Regions from separate parts of the Mus musculus genome. Here region 1 is linked to region 2. A link is a contact called in public Hi-C data. All regions are on one chromosome and are shown on one strand. Each heading gives the region's core, a stretch centred on a gene start, on an enhancer-like site or on the middle of the called end of the contact. The rest is flanking DNA. Distances are from core to core; before and after follow the strand shown. Region 1 has its middle 12 kb from the start of 4930583P06Rik. Region 2 has its middle 380 kb from the start of Gm34430.

Evidence for each region. A called contact is a pair of places that touch in the nucleus more often than the background predicts.
Region 1: a contact with region 2 is called in a Hi-C map of the N1E-115 cell line, with 2.8 times the contacts expected there. The contact joins two enhancer-like sites. A contact is called at or near these places in 2 of 484 Hi-C or Micro-C datasets (the N1E-115 cell line and cerebral cortex).

Annotation. Positions count from the first base shown.
Region 1 is chr2:124,231,989-124,236,562 of GRCm38.p6, reverse strand. It overlaps a transcript of Sema6d not described here. Among named protein-coding and RNA genes, the nearest start is that of 4930583P06Rik, 12 kb to the right of the region's middle. Within about 2 kb of position 1,557, at least 36 of the 459 cell types and tissues checked have an H3K27ac peak or open chromatin away from gene starts, as enhancers often do. A contact at or near this core is called in the N1E-115 cell line, where this site is marked.
Region 2 is chr2:123,309,500-123,313,816 of GRCm38.p6, reverse strand. No RefSeq gene overlaps it. Among named protein-coding and RNA genes, the nearest start is that of Gm34430, 380 kb to the right of the region's middle. Within about 2 kb of position 1,411, at least 14 of the 459 cell types and tissues checked have an H3K27ac peak or open chromatin away from gene starts, as enhancers often do. A contact at or near this core is called in the N1E-115 cell line, where this site is marked.

The DNA.
Region 1 (4,574 bases), core at 308-2,807, 920 kb before region 2:
GCATTTTAATATGAATAAAGTATTTTAAGTATCATCGTGACATGGTGTTGACCTTCGACCTAAAACTTCTTTATCAGTTTTGATCCCTTTATCTCAATTCAATCGAAACTTTGATGCTATAAAGACTTCAGGTCCTAAGTGACCCAGATCATGTTCTATCATCTTCTAAAGAATTCTGAAAAAGGTTGGTGGATTCTCTTTCTAATCCTCCATTTAATATTACTCGGGTGTTGACAAAGAAATGCTATTAAATATAGGAATAAATATTTGACTCAGTCAAGTGTCTGGATGCTGATTTATGAACACATTGCTGTCAGAGTAAGAGGGAGAGAGGGAGAGAGGGAGAGAGGGGGAGAGGGAGAGAGGGAGAGAGGCAGAGAGGCAGAGAGGCAGAGAGGCAGAGAGGCAGAGAGGCAGAGAGGCAGAGAGGCAGAGAGGCAGAGAGGCAGAGAGGCAGAGAGGCAGAGAGGCAGAGAGGCAGAGAGGCAGAGAGGCAGAGAGACAGAGAGGCAGAGAGGGAGAGGCAGAGACACAGAAAGACACATTGCTTTTAAGTCAGCATGAAGGTCCAGGCCTTGCCCACATGCAGGAATCTGAAGGCACAGTTACAAGACAAAGAGATAAAGATTATTCACACTTTACCAAGCAGAACTTTAAACCCCAGGAAGAGGAGAGTGTGCATATGCTAAGCAAGGGAAGAAACAACCAACCTGCCTGCAAAGAAAGTGAAACTGCTTCCCTGTTTTAGCCTTGCCTGCAAGGCTGTCATCCGGAAGGCTTGATGACCAGCAGGTCATCTATTTTCCTCAGGTCCATTCCCAGTGAAGGCTCTGACTGTGGGGTACCCTCTTAGGGCCTTTCAGGCCCTACCTTGCCTGCTGAAGGGCAAATGATGGGAGGTTGCTTTTAATTCTCTCCCAGCCTCTTCTTTTGTTATCTCGCTGCCTGCCATCTCTCAGATGCTTGTGCTTGATGGATTCTGTGGAGATAAAGATAAGGGTAATTTCTTGCCTACGATGCTTTTCTTTTGATCTTTTGTGGTTTTATTTTTGCACTTTGGAGTGCGGTCCTCCTACTGTGCAGACAGATGTGCCTGGATCCTATTGAGATGCAGCCTGGAGCACACAGACCTCAGACACACTGTTCTGAGATGGCTGCGATCTTTTGTACCCTAGATGCAGGAAAAAGAGCAAATGAGGGTAGTGGTGACTTGGGGAGGGGGTGGATACAGGAAATAGGTGTGAGGCTTAAGGCATAGAAAGCACTGGATTGGGAGACTGGTGGAGTCGAGTCCTGGTGAGGAGAGATGACTGCCTGCCTGCCCTGTTTGGAACATTTCAGAGAACTGGCATACATCTTGTGTTGGTGGCAGGGAAAACAAATCCAGCTTCCATTAAAAAATCTCACATTTGCAGGGCACCGTGATAAAGAACGGAGACAGCATTGCTCCATTTGTGGCATCCTAAGGGTCGAGCCTGAGCAGCCCCAGGAGCAAGCACGTCAACCCTTCCTTCTCTGCTCTCAGCCATCCCCCCAGTGTTGCATGAGTCAAGCAGTTCTGCACGCTGTGCTCATTTTGAAACTGTGACCATACAATAGAGTGAGGCTGACATTATTCGCAGAACTGGCCAAAGCTGGTTCCGGAGTTGAAGTTTCAACCCCATGAAAACAGTTTTATGCCTAGTGACCAAGATTCCTTGGGAAATGTCTGGTTTAGACCAAGTGTAATCAAAGGCAATGTAGAGCAAGACAATAGGCACAGTCTTAAGGCATGACCTTCAAGGAGCTTACCCAGCTGGATCTGGCCCAGACCCAAAAGCACATGTCTTAGTGTTGTCAGATTCCTTTCCGTGGCGGGTGTGCTCTTCACTTCTGTCTGTGTGATAGCTTTTCAACTTCCTTGTTGTAAATGTTCTGCTACTACTATGGATGCCAGGCTTTGTTTGATTTCTGAGATGTGAGGACGTGGCCTCATTGTGGGCTTCATACCAGTGCTCAAAAGATACCATAGCTCGTTTCATGCCCTGTGGTTTAACATCATGAACTGGAGATCACTCTCTTTGTAATTTAAAAAATATAAAAAGCATCCTACATGTAATTATTTACCTAGTCCTCAATGTGGGTAATATGGAAGGTAAGCTCACATTCAGAGATCCCCTGTCCTGGTTAGCTGTAACTCTCAACAGTCTAGAGTCATCTTATAAGACAGCCTCAGTTGAAGACTTACCTAGAAGAAACTGGCCTATGGACATGTTTATGGGAGATTTTCATGACTGCTAACTGATCCTGGAAGATACAGCTCACTACGGGCAGCACCATCTCTAGGTAGGTGGTCCTCCTCTATATAAGAAATATAGCCATGATCCAGCTAGAGCGCATCATCCTTAATGGTTCCTACTGTACTTAAGGCTATAGAGTGATTTCTTCGGTCAAATGTAATGATGTACAGGCATGCCTTTAAGATCCTGCCTAGATTTCCCTCAACAATAAACTGTGATCTACAACTATTAGACTAAACCGTTGCCTCACTTATGATTATTTCGGTCAAGAAATTTTGAAACAGCAACAGAATGAAACTAGAACATTCCCCCAACAACACCTCCCCCTCAAAGGCTACATTTTGCTAGGCTTCTAGGATTGTAATGAGTACTCAGCTGTAGAAGATTGGGTTCATACAGTGGTATGCCAGTCTGCTTTTTGTTGCTGTTATAAAACACTGGCAAAACCAACTTGGGGAGAAAAGAGTTTGCTTTAGCTTGGTGGTTAGAGTCTATTTGAAAAGCAAATACAGGAACCCAAAGCACCAGCTTGAAACATAAAGAACACTCCTTATGGGCTTTATGGTCTTGCTTTCTACACCTGGTCCAGCCTGCTTTGTTATACAGGACCACCTGCAAAAGAGTAACAGCACCTCAGGAGACGGGGGCCTCCCACATCAAATATTCACCAAGCACAAGCCAGTCTGATGGAGGCAATTGCTCAACCGAGGCGCTCTCTTACAGGTTACTCTAGTTTTTGTCAAGTTGTTGAAACTAAACAGTTCAATTTGTTCAGAGTCTAGATTCTGAAATCAAATCACATGGCCTCAAAGTTAAAAATCCAGCACTCCCTAGTTCTGTAACTTTGGATCAGTTACTTCTGCCTCACATTTTTCTGTAAAACAGAATATTAATTTGAATCTCCTAAAGTTTTTATGAGGATAAAACTACGTTACCACACATAAAGTTCAGGGGCCATTTTGGTGCATTTTCTGCTTGGAGTATTAAATTAATCTTGATGGATATATAAAATATTTTATAATATTAAAGGAGTACTATACAATGTATAATCATGTGTATATATTACATATCAATTTAAGCACATCTACCACTTCAAACATGTATTGCTTCTTTATAATAAAGGTTTCAAAATCCTTTCTTGTCATATTGTGGAATATAGTTCTTTATACTACCTAGACACTCTACTATGCAACAGCACTCCAAACAGTCTTGCTTTGTAAGTGTAGCTTAGTTGCTTTTGATGGGATGTTCCCTACCCTTTCCCTAAACTCCTTCAGATCTTTGATAACTACCAATTCACTCTCAACATCAAAATGGTATATAACAATATTCCACATAAGAGAAATCGTGTGCTTTGCGCCATTCTATGCTTGCCTCTTTTCATATAATATGTCAGTCTCTGCGTCAATAAATGGCAGGATTTAGTTCTTTTCTGTCCTGTACATCATCTATCATCTCTTCTTTATCTTTTCTTCAGATGATGGGTACCTAGGATATTTCTGATATTTCTGTCCAGGATACTGTAAACTAAGCTGTAAGGAACATAATATATATATATATATATATATATATATATATATATATATATATATATATATATATATATACACTAGTGGGAATGCTGAAATCTATGTTGTCTCTATTTTTTTTTATTTCCGTTTTGAAGCATTTTCTCATGTTTTGTATAATGGCTGTACTAACTGATCTTCCTGCATCCTCACTGGCACTTGCTATCTTCAGCCTTGTTGCTGGAGAGGCATTGCTCTTTTTGACTCAGGTTTCCCTAATAATGAGTGACATTGGGCTTCTCATATACCCACTAGCAATTTACATATCTTCCTTTGAGAAGTGTCTGTTTAGGTCTCTTTTCCACTTTTAAAACTAGGTGTTTGGTTTTGTGCTGTTGAATATTTTCAGGTCTTTCTTGTGTTCCAGATCTCAACTCTTTGACACATTTATTCTTTGCAAATATTCTTCCCATTTTGTGCGCTGTCTCTTCCTTTGCTGTTTGCATTTCAGTTCTGAAGCTTTTTTATTTCCATGGATTCCCACTTCCAAGTTATCTGCCTTGTCCAAATAATTTACCTATTCTCGGGTTCTAAAATATCTCTTGTATGTTTTCTTAAAAAAAAAGTTCATATTTTCAATTATCACATTTAAATATCTAACCCACTCTGTATCATGTAGCAGAGTGTTACATAGAATGGTCTTGTTTTAGTTATCTACATGTAGCTATCTAGCTACTAAAAAGACTAGGGTTTTTTTTTTTTCAATGAATACTCTGAACACTTTCCT
Region 2 (4,317 bases), core at 162-2,661:
AGGGGATGTGGTGTTGGATGGGTGGGGAGACAGGGAGGATCTGGGAAGAGTAGTTACAGGAGGAGAAAAGCATTATCAGAACACAGTGTATGCAAATTTTTTTTAATTAAATAGAAAAGAAGAAGAAATAGAAGCAACCAAGCTACTTTTGGGAGATAGGAGTCAGCACACAGAAGTGACAACCTCCAACAAATCATGTATCCTTTTTGAATAACGCCAATTTTGATCCACATGTTCCTTCAAACTGAAATAGGACACAGCTTTCCCTACTACTGGGTCTCTGAAAAAAGATGTTTGTCAATGTTGTATGTAACTATGAGAAACAAAATAGGATATAGCAACAACAAAATACCCCAAATATACACATTAGTAACATACCTACTTAATGTTACTGAAGCATGTCTATCTCCCTGTTCCAAAGTGTCCTTATTAATCTTCGATAACATCAGTGGCATCAGATCCTATCCAGACTGGATTCTAGCAGAGGACTTTTCAAATTTTAATATGCATAATATGCATATGAATCACCTGGGGATCTTGTTAAAATGCAAATTCTGATTCTGTAGGTCTGAGGCAGGACCCAAGGATTCAACACTGTAATAAGCTCCCAAGTGAGGTGGAGGCTCAGGTCTGCACCTACACCAGCAAGATGTCAGGGAACAATCTGGAAATGTCAGTCTAAGGTAGCACCAAGCCCACACTACCAGCAACAAAGCAGTGTGCAATTCTCAAACTTTTGCCAGCTTACCTTGAAATAGTCTCTCTGGGTGTGGTGCTATCTCTGTAGTTTACATTTCTGGTTCTGAGTTTATCTAGTAAGGAGGTCCCGTGTGCCTCAAGCCACATACCACCCCTGTGTCTGCCTCGAGCTTCTAATGGCTATTCCCGATGGGGAAGGCACTAGCTTTATAGAGACTTTGTCAGTGATGTCAGCAGCCACCGGTGCAATCCTGGCTCTCATCTGTTCCTTTCCATACCCTGTTCACATGTGTTTTTTTAGGTTGCAAAGACTTGCTCAACTTTTAGATAAAGATTTTTTTTTCTCTTGATTTGGGTTTGAATCTAGGCAAAAGACTCTTCAGGTTATGGGTCTCATGAGTAGTTATAAGACCCAGCTTCATCTCACAAACTGGCTTGCTGTTTGAGGTTTTCGCCAATATCTCAGAGCATAAGTCCATTGCTCCTGTTTAAAACTGACCCCACCGTGTTCAGTCCTCCACTGATCTCAGTTTATCAATTGAGTAATGACTCCGATTTAAGATATTTATGGAGCAAAGATAACTACATCCTTTGCTCCCCATAAAGGTTCAAACATTTCCTCCTCCTGCATCTGCCAAGAATTCTCCATCCGGCCTAGCCAGATTTCCCTGCCCTGTAGAGAAAATCTTGCCAGCTCTCTGCTGCCCTCTCATGGTATCTGTTAGTACAGCGTTCATATCTGCCCTTGACTGATCCTAACGGACTCCAGGGATGCAACACCTTTGTGGAGCCTGCAGATCAAACTAGCACGGCCAACTAGACGTCTACCAACGTTTTTTACTATTTTCTTTCAAATACAGATGACGAACATCCATAACAGAATTTTGCTTCTAACCTTGAAATTCATAAAAGCACAAAGGAGGGGAACTCTGGGGCATGTTTTAAAGATGAAAGAAAAGCCCATTTGGCTAACCAGTGCCTGTAGCCTAGCCGGAAGGATTTCAAGAGATCTTGTTCCCTGGGCTCCACACTAGTTCAGAAGAATATAAATGTCTTAGGGTGGTCCTAATGGCTTATATTTCAGCAGCATTCCTGGTGATTCCAACGAATATGAAGAGTGCCTCTGTTGGGCTGTACATAAGGCATAGGCATGCTATGAAGTGAATATGTAATATGTGAAGCTCACATATTACAGAAGGCTGGTCATATTAGATTTGTTAAGAAAAAAAAAAAAGCTAACCAGTTTTCACGAACCATCCCCCAGAAAAACCCAGAACAAAAAGAGATCTTGCTTTGTGTCTAGTGTTTGCTGAGCAGTTCGTGGACTTCAAGCAACCCTATTCTACACTGTTCAGACTGCCTCTGTGCTTAGCATTAAATCTTCACACTGGTGCACAGAGGACAAAAAGCCCTGTCTGTGTGATGCCCTTCCACTCTGTCCACTCAGGGAAGGCGTCTCTCTTAATGTCATGCTCTGCAAGCTGTATACTCCTCTCCTCAGTCAGCTACTTCTGTGGAGCAGACATAGATGTTGGAAGTTTGGATGGGTGAGACAAACAGGCAAGAATGCACGTTACATAGCTGCATTCTTCAGCTGGCTTGTCCACCCAGCTTTGTGCTCCAATTGGCTTGTCCTGCTAATGTTGTATCTGCCATGTCCAAACTGCATGAAAACTCATGTCTGTCCTCAACTCTGATCTTATCTGTTCAGCAGTAGCACTCTCCTGCCCAAGCCCTGTCACCAACTCTTGGTTCCTTAGTTGTGTACAGTAGGTTGCATTCATCATAGCATCATTGTCTTTGCATCAAAACATTGGGTTAAATTCTCCACCTCACTAACCTAGATTGCCTCTCATCTTTCTTCTACTTCTGTGTAACCCAGAAAAGGCAGTGGATAATACATTGCATGCTTATTCACAGTGGGGGTTCAGTAATACTTGCCAAGGGTATTTCCTCTAAGTAGCAGCAGTCCAATACTTGGAAATAAAATTCAAGTCCTGCTCAAGCTCAGCTGATTCTGATTCTGCCCCATCAAGGATTCTTGCCCAGCATCCCTTACTCCTCTGACACCAGACTCCTCTATGCTTCTTGCTTCTTGTATCACACAGGATCCTTTCAGTTCTCTATGTGACTTTATGCCACCTTTTCTCCCCTCTCCTGTTTACTCTGCTCAGCTGGAAGAGCTCTAGCAACTTTGAATTTGCATTTTTAATTAGGCATTGCATCGGATTTCAACTCAGTTATCCTGAGTTCTTCTTGCATTTAAGCTACCAAAGACTCTATGCACAGCTGTATGCATATGAATAAGACAGTATTTTTTTAAAATCTCTTAAGCCTTAACATTTTATATGAAGCAATGTCATTTTTTCTTTTTCCCATGAAAAGGTTGCTTATTATTTTTTAAGATGAAAACAAAGGCCCTCCTCAGGCAAAACTTACCTTTTTCTAGACCCCTTCCAACAACACACATTATTTAAAGTCAGGCAGAGTGCTGCCCAGCATGACCTTTCTGAAACAAGTGGAACACAGCGCTCTTTTTCTTAGCCCTACTCTGCATGGCTTTACCCCAAATCTTGCCCACTGTGGCCTCTCCCACTCCCCATGAGATGTTCTTTCTGGGAAGAAATAAATCTCATTCTGGTGACTATCTACTGAGCACCCACTACACACCAGTGTGCAAAGTATTGTCCAGCAAGGTGAAGAAAATGGCAGTATGCTGAGTGTAACCTACTGGTATACAAGAGAAGGGGCCAAGCAGAGAAAATGCTGATGGTAGTGGTGGTAGTAGTGGTGGTGGTGGTAATGATGGAGACTAGGGTGAGAAAAAAATCAGAGTTGAAAAGAAAGACATGGAATTTGGGCATGACAGATACAGCATTAGCAGGATAAGCCAATTGGAGAACCCAGGTATCTAGATCTAGGTTCCTTTGCCATCTAACTAAGCATCTTTCACAGTTCTCTTCCCTACATTTAGACTCTCTGCTACCCCTTCTTGATGTCCTTTGACTAAGTTAGTAAGCTGTTTCAAGCCTTCTTACCGTCCTTCTTTGGACTGTAATATTCCAAGTCTAATTAGCAATGATGAACACAGGATGAGCCTGAGAATGATGGGGCAGGGAATATGTTTTATCTCTATTGTTTAAATAAACTGAGAATTCAGAATCACTGCCCAAAGGAAACAGAAAGATGGGGTAGACCCAGCTTTGTGAGCAACTGATATGGGGAAACTCTGTTCTAAGTATTCTTGACCACCAGCTCTGTCAGAAAGCATCCAAGTTATTAATGGTATTTCTCATGCCAAATTATTCAGCTATTTATGTTCCACTGTTTATATTCACTAAATGTGACTAATTTTTTTCCATACTATTTTCATTAACAGTTCTATTAGGGCCTCTGCAAAGGCATTTATATGTATGTTTTTTCTGAATCCTCTGAATAGTCATAGGAGATAAAATGCATTGTAATCCCATTCTACAAATGAAAAAGCTGACTCTGGAGGCAGTTTAAAAATATCTGTGTATATGGTGTTGACTGAGATATTAACAAAGTGAAGCAAAATAGTTAGGTAAGTTAGGTAGTGAATGTATAGACAAGAGGCCGGACGGGCCAATAGGTGCC